3 separate regions of the Sus scrofa genome follow, and all the other regions are linked to region 3. The links are chromatin contacts, called in public HiChIP or PLAC-seq maps. All regions are on one chromosome and are shown on one strand. Each heading gives the region's core, a stretch centred on a gene start, on an enhancer-like site or on the middle of the called end of the contact. The rest is flanking DNA. Distances are from core to core; before and after follow the strand shown. Region 1 overlaps FGGY (FGGY carbohydrate kinase domain-containing protein). Region 2 overlaps FGGY (FGGY carbohydrate kinase domain-containing protein). Region 3 has its middle 120 kb from the start of JUN.

Evidence for each region. HiChIP or PLAC-seq counts read pairs in DNA pulled down with a chosen protein or histone mark.
Region 1: an H3K27ac HiChIP or PLAC-seq map of skeletal muscle shows a contact between it and region 3. The contact joins two enhancer-like sites. A contact is called at or near these places in 4 of 47 Hi-C or Micro-C datasets (heart right ventricle, psoas muscle and skeletal muscle) and 1 of 2 datasets of contacts at active chromatin or transcription factors (skeletal muscle).
Region 2: an H3K27ac HiChIP or PLAC-seq map of skeletal muscle shows a contact between it and region 3. The contact joins two enhancer-like sites. A contact is called at or near these places in 2 of 2 datasets of contacts at active chromatin or transcription factors (alveolar macrophages and skeletal muscle).

Annotation. Positions count from the first base shown.
Region 1 is chr6:153,073,151-153,076,429 of Sscrofa11.1, forward strand. The region is part of intron 5 of FGGY (FGGY carbohydrate kinase domain-containing protein); the gene reads right to left. Among named protein-coding and RNA genes, the nearest start is that of FGGY, 140 kb to the right of the region's middle. Within about 2 kb of position 1,266, at least 8 of the 83 cell types and tissues checked have an H3K27ac peak or open chromatin away from gene starts, as enhancers often do. A contact at or near this core is called in skeletal muscle, where this site is marked.
Region 2 is chr6:153,156,768-153,160,053 of Sscrofa11.1, forward strand. The region is part of intron 4 of FGGY (FGGY carbohydrate kinase domain-containing protein); the gene reads right to left. Among named protein-coding and RNA genes, the nearest start is that of FGGY, 55 kb to the right of the region's middle. Within about 2 kb of position 1,669, at least 11 of the 83 cell types and tissues checked have an H3K27ac peak or open chromatin away from gene starts, as enhancers often do. A contact at or near this core is called in skeletal muscle, where this site is marked.
Region 3 is chr6:153,565,554-153,568,783 of Sscrofa11.1, forward strand. No RefSeq gene overlaps it. Among named protein-coding and RNA genes, the nearest start is that of JUN, 120 kb to the right of the region's middle. Within about 2 kb of position 1,903, at least 39 of the 83 cell types and tissues checked have an H3K27ac peak or open chromatin away from gene starts, as enhancers often do. A contact at or near this core is called in skeletal muscle, where this site is marked.

The sequences.
Region 1 (3,279 bases), core at 16-2,515, 490 kb before region 3:
CCTCCCCAGAGAAGGGGGAGGTACAGTAGATTTAGGAGTTCTTCACTCACTCACTCTACACCTGTCCATTTCCGTGCTCAGTCCCTTGACGAGTGTTTATTTAGCATCTGCCACCTAACGGGCCCAGGAGTTGGCCCAGGGTACACAGAGCTGGCTGAGATGAATAGGCTGCCTCTCCTGCAGGCAAGGCAGGACAGCCAGAAACCAGAGAGTAAATCACAGAACTGTCTGGGTGCTCAATCCAATGAAGGGCCCTTGAGCGGCATCTCATCTGGGCCAGGGGCTCGGGGACAGATTCCCAGGGAAGGAAGGTTTAAGCTGAAACCAGAAGGATAGTGAGAGCTGTGGGAAAAGAACAGGAAAAGGGCTGGACCAGCAGAAGGTGGCCTGGAATGTGCGCTGTGGAGAAGTCAGTGTGGCCAAAGCAGTTGGGGAGGGTGTGCAGAGAACCGGGGCCGTGAGGCTGCAGGGGCTGGTCATCAAGGTCTATGGCCCAGGCCAAGCGCTGGGGACTCTGACCTGAGAACAGTGGGGAGGCAATGCGTTTCAGGCAAGGCGCTGTCCTGATGAGTGTAAGGTTCAGCTCCTGTCACTGTTACTTCTATGACATTGGGTGGGTCACAGTGCCTCCTTTGATCCACCAATAAAATATGTCCTTGCCTTTTCTTTTCTTTTTTTTTTTTTTTGCTTTTTAGGGCCACACCTGTAGCATATAGAAGTTCCCAGGCTAGGGGTTGAATTGGAGCTGCATCTGCCAGCCACAGCCACAGCCACAGCCACGCCAGATCCAGGCTGCGTCTGTGACCTATACCACAGCTCATACCAATGTCAGATCCTTTAACCCACTGAGTGGGGCCAGGAATCAAACCCGCATCCTCATGGATACTGGTCGGGCTCCTTACTGCTGAGCCACAACAGGATCTCCCTCACAAACATGCTTGTATTTTGCGTCTACTCTGTGCCAGCCACATGTCACCAATGCGACGGGACAGGGAACAGAACAGGTCCTGCCATTCTTGGAACTTACATCCCAGTGGGGGCGTCAGCTTGGCAAATACGCCAGGGAGGAAACCAGCAGGGTGACGAGGAGGAGAGTGACCTGGGAGGCTGCCTTGGGGCAGGATAGGCAGGGTGGACCTCTGAGGAGAAGACCCTGGATCTGAGGCCTGAGGAACGACAAAGGTCCTTCAGAACAAGGAGAGACTTGGGCAGAGTGACTGCAAAGGCCTGGGCAGCTGAGCACGTGGAGCTGAGCACAGAGCCTGAGGCACAGGGCCAGGCTGGCTAGGGAGGCGGCATCCTGATGGCACAGGGCCTCCTTGGAGGGGGCATGTTACTGCATGAGCAACAGAGGCTGATGAATGGCCTGATCTCAGTGACACTGTAAGGTCACTTAGGCTGCTCTGTGGAGGATGGGCAGGAAGGAGACCTGAGTGAAGGAGTGAGATCCGGAAGGGGCTTCTGTCCTTCCTTTCTCCACTGCGCAGAGCACACTTCATCACCCGCCAGCTACCGGCTTCATGACCTTGGGCACGTTACTCAACCTCCTGGCATCTTAACTGTCCTCATCCACAGGGGCAATAACACCCCCTGCCTCACACTGGGCTCTTGAATACAAGTTGCCGTCATTTGCAGGAACAGGGCATGGCTAAGCGCTCCATACACCTGAGCCGTTCTCACTTCCTCACTGTTCTTTCCCTGTCTGTCTCTGCGACTGGATTCTGAGCTCCTCACCTTTACCGGCCCAGCACCTGTTCCAGTGTTAATCCTAGGGTCTCTGTCAATCAGGAGTCACAAATGGTTGCCTGAAGATGTGAGTTGGCCCAAAGACATTTTGTTCAGCAGATATAGAGATTTTGAGATACGTGACTGTGGATGCCTTCAGGCTAGAGATGCTCCCCCAGCTTCCTGGAGTCCACTCAGGATGTGACTGGGTGAACTCTTAAAAATGTGGCTTGGAACATGTGTCAGAAATGTGACCTGTAAACCACACAGTAACTCCCTAATCCCCTCTCCAGCCCCCCCCACTGGGGCAATGGACCACAGGGTCTCATTTTCTAACTTTTCTTCGTATTGAATACTTTCTAGATCCTGATAACCAGGAGAAAAAGACACACACAGAGTCTGTGACTTTTTTTTCCTTCCCTTAGTAAGGCTGTGCCCTCAGCATATGAAAGTCCCAGGCTAGGGGTTGAATGAGAGCCGGCCTACGCCACAGCCACAGCAACTCTGGACCCAAGACACATCTGCAACCTACACCATAGCTCATGGCAACACTGGATCCTTAACTCACTGAGCGAGGCCAGGGATCGAACCTACATCTTCATGGATACTAGTCAGATTCTTAACCCTCTGAGCCATAACACAAACTCTCAGAGTCTGTCTTAACTGAGTTTACAATCCAGTGCTCGTGAATGTGGATGCTGTAGTCTCCTTGGGTGCAAAAGGTACACTAATATTACATCATACTGGGTGTTGCACAGATTATCTTATTCTACTCTTAAAATAACTCTGGAGGGGTGGGTAGCCTGGACAAGCAGGTTACTCTCCTTTGCAGAGAAACAAATGAAGGATCAAAGAAGCTAAGTATAGTGTCCAAAATAAAACAGCAAGATGGTAGATCTCGAAATCCTGTCCCTTTTCATCAACAGAAGCATTGCAAGCAGGGAGAGGTTAACTCGGGTTATGGAAAAACCTCTAAAGTTCTCTCTTTGTAACATGTCACAGGCCTGAGAATAAGAAAGATGACGGTGATACCCAGACACTGACCACCACATGGTAGCATAACTTAGATTGGCTCTGATGGTGGGAAAATCCTGACAACAGTGCTGGCAAAGAATAAGAGGTTTGTGTTCCAAGAGAGTTCTCCACGGGCTCCACGTGTCACCAGTGACACATCTGGAAAGAGAAAAAAGAAATCAGGAAACAGAACATGGCCCTTTTTGCCAGGAGAGTTACGGAAGTATATTTTTTTGGCTAAGGCGATGAGATTTTGCCAGGTGGTGCCAGGCCAGACAGCAGATCTGCATGGCCCAGCAAGCTCGGCCTCCAGAGGGACCCTCTCTGGTATTTCCCAAGAAGGCTTGGCACACTCAGGGGATCACAGCAGCCGCCTCCGCAGACACCTTCGGAGTGTAGTAAGCTTCCACTGTGTGCGCCAGACACACAGAGGCCTGGAAAATACATCATCATCTTTGAGAGACTCAGCAGCCTTACCAACCCTGAACTTGTCCTTTTTGGGTGTGAGAGCTACTCAAGACTCCTCAGCCCTCATCTGAT
Region 2 (3,286 bases), core at 419-2,918, 410 kb before region 3:
CTAAGGCTCCATCCCATGATGTCCAAAAAGGAAATTCCCCTGATTCCCTGAACATGCAAAAGGGGTTCAAAAGGTGCTTTTAGACTGACTCACAGAACCCCTTTCTCACATTCTAGACTCACACCACATTCTATCTGCAGCCTCATGGAGGCCTCCTTTCCCCAGACTGCCAAACCTCTCCCATGCCAGGCCATCCTCCCAGCCTGCCTTCTGCAAGCCCAGCCGACCGAGTGCTACCCCCATTGGCCCACAGCCTACATGTCACCTCCTCCTGATTCCTCTCCCCTACCTGAGGTATATTTTCCAAAGGAATCTGAATTTCCATCTACTTATACAGCGCTGTGACTTTATTTCTGTCCCACTTCTGGAATATGAGCAGTTGGAAGACAGGGCCTCTGTTTGGTTTAATGCTATATTCCCAGTATTTAACCAAGTCCTTGGAATAAAAGAAACTTTCAATAAATATCTGCTGAGTGAATGAATGTTCTTGCTCAACTCTGGCAGGAGCTGATGGGTACCACACTAGCATTTTTAGACCTCTTCTGAAACGTGTACCCATCCTTAGAGCTATCACCCTGAGAATGTGGGTTGCTGAAGACAGTACCCTATAAGCCACTGATAAGAGCACAAGTGAAACTGCTCTGGAAACAGTTGCTTGGGGCATCTGAGGAGAGATTCACTCTCTCCAACCCTCGGCCTGTGAGCTGGAAAGGGCATAGGCCTGAGTTAGATTGAGTCAGATACCCAGCTCAGGCGTTCATGCAAACAGGAATAATACTACCTACTCCCCAAGTTACCCATCAAGATTAAGAACAGCTTAAAAGGAAGAAAGTGCTTACCCCCAAACAATACGGATTTTTCCCTTCTTAGCTTTTTTAACTGCATAGAGAGATAAGTATATGAAAAAGAGACCCCACTAACCTTTTTCCCAAAAAATCAATTTCTTCTGTCCTAATCATCTGAAAACACATTACTACCACCAGCATGCTACAACTTACCAAATACCATTTGATATAAAATACTGCCGTCAATACCATTCCCTACATAGGAAACTAAGACCCATTAAGTGAAATGAACTGTCCAAGATGATAAAGAGAGTAAGTGAACAGCCTCGGGTGAAATGCTGACCACTTGAACTCCAAACCCAATACTCCTTCATGGCTGTCCGGCTGCTGCTTCCCAGGACATGGGAGGTGCTCGATAAATACTTGCACAGTGATTCACTCTCTTTCTCAGGTCCACGGGCTGGTCTCTGACCCCTGGCCAAAGCCAGACCACACGGCCTCATGCCAGGACAACTGCAGTAGGCCTTACTCTGGTCCCGATTCTCTCCCCATCTATCTTAGGCTCACGGAATGCCAGTGCTGAGGGAGAACTCCAGGGGTCATGGAGAACAGCTGCTCCCAAATGCCAGACGCTGGACTGGTGCTCATCCACGAGCGATAATTTTCACTAATCAGTGGTGAATTATCCAAATAATATTAGAGAAGATGAAATCCTTATTATTAAAAACATTATGAATAATTAATTGGCAACAAGATCTTATGTCCCGATAGCTTGCTTTGCTTTCCTTGGGCAAGCTCCAAAACTCTAATACTCTCCAATACACACAGCATTACTGGCAGAAAACAGCTCTTTGTGCTATGGTTCAGACCTTTTACTGAAGCCTTCAGGAGAGACAGAAGCTACAGAGGGCAGAGCCACTTACCCAGGCAGCTTCTTACTCCCTCCGACACTCCCTAGTCTTGCATTTTTGAGCCACAGATACTGACTGTTGAGAAGCCAGGCTTACAGCAGCTTTTTCAAAGGGTGTGGGTTAGGTTCTTGATGAGGCTGCAGAGCTGAGATCAGACTTTCTTGATTACTGAGATTGCTCCCAAGTTATGGTTGCTCCTAATCTATAGCCTTCTCCATACAGGAAGGCTTCAGAGAGACATGGGTTTTGATGGGGATCCCTGGATCCCTTTATCATTCAACCAGCAGAGTGGACACAGCTTTATACACAGAGACCGGCCTCCACTGGGGTCTCAGCTGCAGAAGTACTGCCAGGAACTCCGGGTTCAGAAGAGGTAAGGAACTAGTTGAATCATTTATTCATTTTTTCCAACTATAAACATTTCAGATGAATGCAAAGAAGAGAAAAAAGCCAGCTCTTTGGGAGGTAACTCAAATATTCTGGAGCACAGACCAAAGAGTAACGGGTTGGAGCTTATGGAGAGGAGGGAATCTTAGATTTCACCTAGTCTCAAGTATGATTCTTTAATTGTGAGTGTAAGAGGATAACTTTTTATTCTAGAGATCATTTTTATCTTAAAACTTTATGTTAGACAAATATGTTACCAGGGATTTGAAATAAACCAAAAGGACTAGTTCTCTTTACCTAGGTAACTGATGTGTGGGGTAGGACAGAAGGACCTTACCTGATGAAGACCGAAGTTGACCAGCTAACCTTTATAACTCCATCTTAAATCTATTTCCTAGAATTAGAAAGCCAGACTTTTGCATTCCAGCATTGTCAGAAGCAATGCAGAAGTCAGTCTGTGTGTGATAAATCTATCTAATGACCTCCATCCTCAGCTTCTTCATCTGCAACGTAATAACATCTAGCCTACGAGATTTTCAAAATAATTAAATGAGACAGCAGACTTAAAAGTGCACAGAATATACTGAATAAATTCTGGTGTAGGTATTGATGATGTTTGTAGGTAGCAACCAAACAGAATTTAGTAAGTATCTCAGGTAATATTTCAAACTGCTTTCACAAGTGTAATCATGTCTCGACTTATTCCAAACACTTCAGGTGGACAGACAGGATGGACAGAAGGACAGATAGATGGGTACAGCCATGATAAACCAAGCAGAGTAAAATGTTAATGGCAGAATCCATGTGACGATGGTTCTAAGTGTTCACAATTGTTTCCATTTTTCTGTATGTTTGACCATTTTGATAATAAAATGTTGGTAAAAATAGCTTTCACAGCCTCGTGCACTTGGTCCTAGGGGGTTAGGGTTAGGGAGCCCCCTGAGATAAAGGATACTCCTAGCTTCTTCCTTGCCTTCCTATCACCATCACAGGGCCTCCCTCGTAGTAGTTACTAGACAAATGTTTGTTTCACTGTAAATGCCTAGACATAGCTGACACCCCTACACAGGGGTCGGGAAGGCTGGCAGTGAGGAAGCAGTGCACATAGGCTCTACTATTGTAGTTGTATGTCTGACTCTGACCAGGAGACACAAAGTCATTAGCAAATATTTATTGAGTAACTGAGTATGTTTTCAATGCCAA
Region 3 (3,230 bases), core at 653-3,152:
AAAAAAAAAAAAAAAAGCAAGGAGTTCCTGTCATGTTTCAGCGGGTGATAAACTTGACTAGTCTCCTTGAGGTTGCAAGTTCAATCCCTGGCCTAGCTCATTGGGTTAAGGATCCTGCATTTCTGCAAGCCAGGGTAACTTCCATATGCTGCAGGTGTGGCCCTGGAAAAAAAAAAAAAAAAAGCCTGCACAGGGTATGTATTAGGTAAATAACTCTTGGTTCCCTTCCCCAACTGTCTCCAAACCTGGACTCTGAATGCCTGGAACAGCTGTTCAGATGCCACATTTTGCTCCCAGTGACTAATGTCCCTTAAGCCAAGGTTAGAAAGCTGACTCCAGAACTAAGCTTACATTTGAGCGCTGAATTAGGAGGAGGGAATGTGGCTGACTGGGTTATTTAATTAATAAGGCAATTTTTAAAAGGGGGCAGTTTCAAATCAACACACATGCCAAGGAAACTGAAAAGCAAGAGCTAACCCACAATTTCATATGTGGTTCCATTCATCATTGGAAGGGTCCCTTATGTGGAGTCATGAATAACAGGATCATCCAAACCCAAGTTAATGTTTTACAAACTATAACAGCAGCCAACCAAATTGCTTCTGGACCAGATTAACCATAATCAGTGTGCACCAGTGTAACGATGCTTGAGTTTCTTCTTGCTGTATGACAATATCGTTGAAGAAAGTCATTATTCAAAATTTTCCAGTGATTGTCTATTTACTAAGCCAAAGGTTACGAAAGGGAAAAAAAAGCTATTTTCATTTTGTACCTAGAATCGCATCACACACCCACATGCATCCCCCCAAACCTCCTTCTTTTTGCGAGATTTGGAAGGGACTGAAATAAGGGTGCCCGGGGCCCTGGGAGCTGGGGCTGTCGATGGCTCACCCAGCAAGCACTTGGCAGTTCAGTTAAGAGAGGAAATCGGAGAGGGCAGGGAGGGGGCCCAGCCAGACCTAAAGGGATGAGCTGCACAGTGGGGGAGGGAGAAGGGCAGGAGTCTTATTAGCAAAAGCAGCTGCCCGCCAAGTAGGGCAGGTGTCTGACTTTCTGAAGAAAAGAGAGAATTGCGGCTGTTTTAACCTCAGGCCTTTAAGGATCCAGAAGAAAGTGGGGGATGGGGAGGAAGAGCACACCCCGCTCTATTCCCTCAACTCCTTGCATCGTCCACCTTCATCTTCCTTGACCTCACACCTCCCTGTCCATCCTAGAGCCACATCGGACACCTGTTCCAAGAACACTTTCCTGATCTTTACAACTCAGAGAAGAATCTCTTCTCTCCCAAGTGCCTGTGGAACTCTGTGTACCCTTTTAAGTCTTCTCAGGGTTCTTTAATTACTCTGCCAAACTCCTGCATTCTTTTTCTTCTCTTCTCTTTCTCTTTTTTAATAGCTTTATGGAGGTATCATTGAGTGCAATAAGCTGTGTGAATTGAAGCACACAATTCACTACCTACACACCTGTGAACCCATCACCCCCACCTCCAAGTGTCCTCCTGTCCCCTTGCATTCTCCCCTCCTCCCTCCCTTCTCCAACCACGGCCCATCTGCTTTCTAACCCTGTACATCAGCCTGCGTTTTCTAGAGTTCTAGATGCAGGAAATGATAGAGTATGACCGTTTTTGGACTGGCTTCATTCACTGAATTATGTTGAAATCCACCCATTTGGCACTCACTCCTCCTGGGAATGTGGGTTCCCGGTGGTGGTGGGGCGGTAGGGGGGCGGGTCGGGGCACAGATGCTGGGCACAAAGGAAGACCACAATGGAGGACACTGGTGTGATGGGCAGACCTCTGGATTTGGTGCCCGAACAGATGTGGATCTCAGCCCAGACTCGACCGCTGCCAGCTGTGTAGCCAGGAGGAAGTCATTCAGGGTCCAAGCCTCAGTTTCCTCATTTAGAAGTTGGGGGCAGTGATCTAGTCCCTTCTCTCAGCAGAGCCCTGTGAGACACCACTGAGCCAAGAGATAAAGTGCTCTGTAAACTGTGAAAGGTCAGTCCTGGGCAAGGGATTAGGCCTGGATCAAGGCAGAAGCACACTGGGAATGCCCCAGCTCCCAGGGCTATTTAAAGGCTGCCTTGAATCCAGGGATTGGCAACTCCTCACAGAAATGGCCAATAAGAGCTAGGCCTGGTGGCCTTTAATCCCGGCCCAGTCACCAAAATGTCAAGGATTCTTTTCCAGCGACCCTCCTCCCTCCTCTGCTGGGGTTGTGCTTATTTACAAGGTCTCCTGCCCTGCGGGGAGCCGCATGTGACCTGAGGATTCCTCCTCTGGCCTGGAGCTGGCTGATAAGGGCGGCCCATCTGCTGGGGGCTCGGAGAACCACAGGAACAGGAACTGGGAGGAGGCGGGGAGGAGAGGGGAGCCCGCCAGGCCCCCCTGCCGCTTCCTTTGGCCGGGATTGACATAGAGGGGACAAGGCTGGAGGGAGAGAAGGAAATGGTTGTCTCCTGTTTAAAACCGACTTGACCTATAAAATCACACCAGATTTGAAGAGACTTTCCATCTCCTTTCATGAACTGGGTTTCTTTGCTGTTGATTTAGTAAAGAGAGGTGAGGTGAACCAGAAAGACCCAGAGAAGGAAACTCAAGGTTTAATACTGTCATTTCTTTTTTTCCTTTTTTTTAAATGATTTTTAAATTGCAATATAGTTGATTCACAATGTTGTTTTAGTTTCAAGTGTCCAGAAAAGTGATTCGGTTATAAACGTGTGTGTGTGTACACATATTTTTTCAGACTCTTTTCAGAATCTTTTCTCAGATTCTTTCCCCTCATAGGATATTACAAACCTATAAGGTCCTTGTTAGTTATCTATTTTATATATAGTAGTGTTAATCTCAAACCGCTCTTTTATCTCTCCCAGCACCGTCATTTCTTGTGTGAGCTTAGCTTTAGTTAAGCCACTCAGGCTTTAGCTAATTAGAGCTGCCAATTTTTGAATACCTACTATGCCTCAGGCATGACGCTGAATTTTCTATATACTTTTTCAGTGTAACCCTCAAAGCTACACTGAGGTGAATAGTCTTCCTCTCATTTTACAGTTACTGAAGTGAAATAGCATGTCAAAGGTCATCTAGGACTTGAGCCAGAAATTTAACTCAGTCCTGTTTGATAACACAACCTGTGGTTTTGTTTTGGTTTTTGTTTTGTTTTGTTTTGTTTTTTGTTTTTCTGTTCAGTTGGTTGTTTTTTCATTGTTGGTTTTGTTTTGTTTTGTTTTTT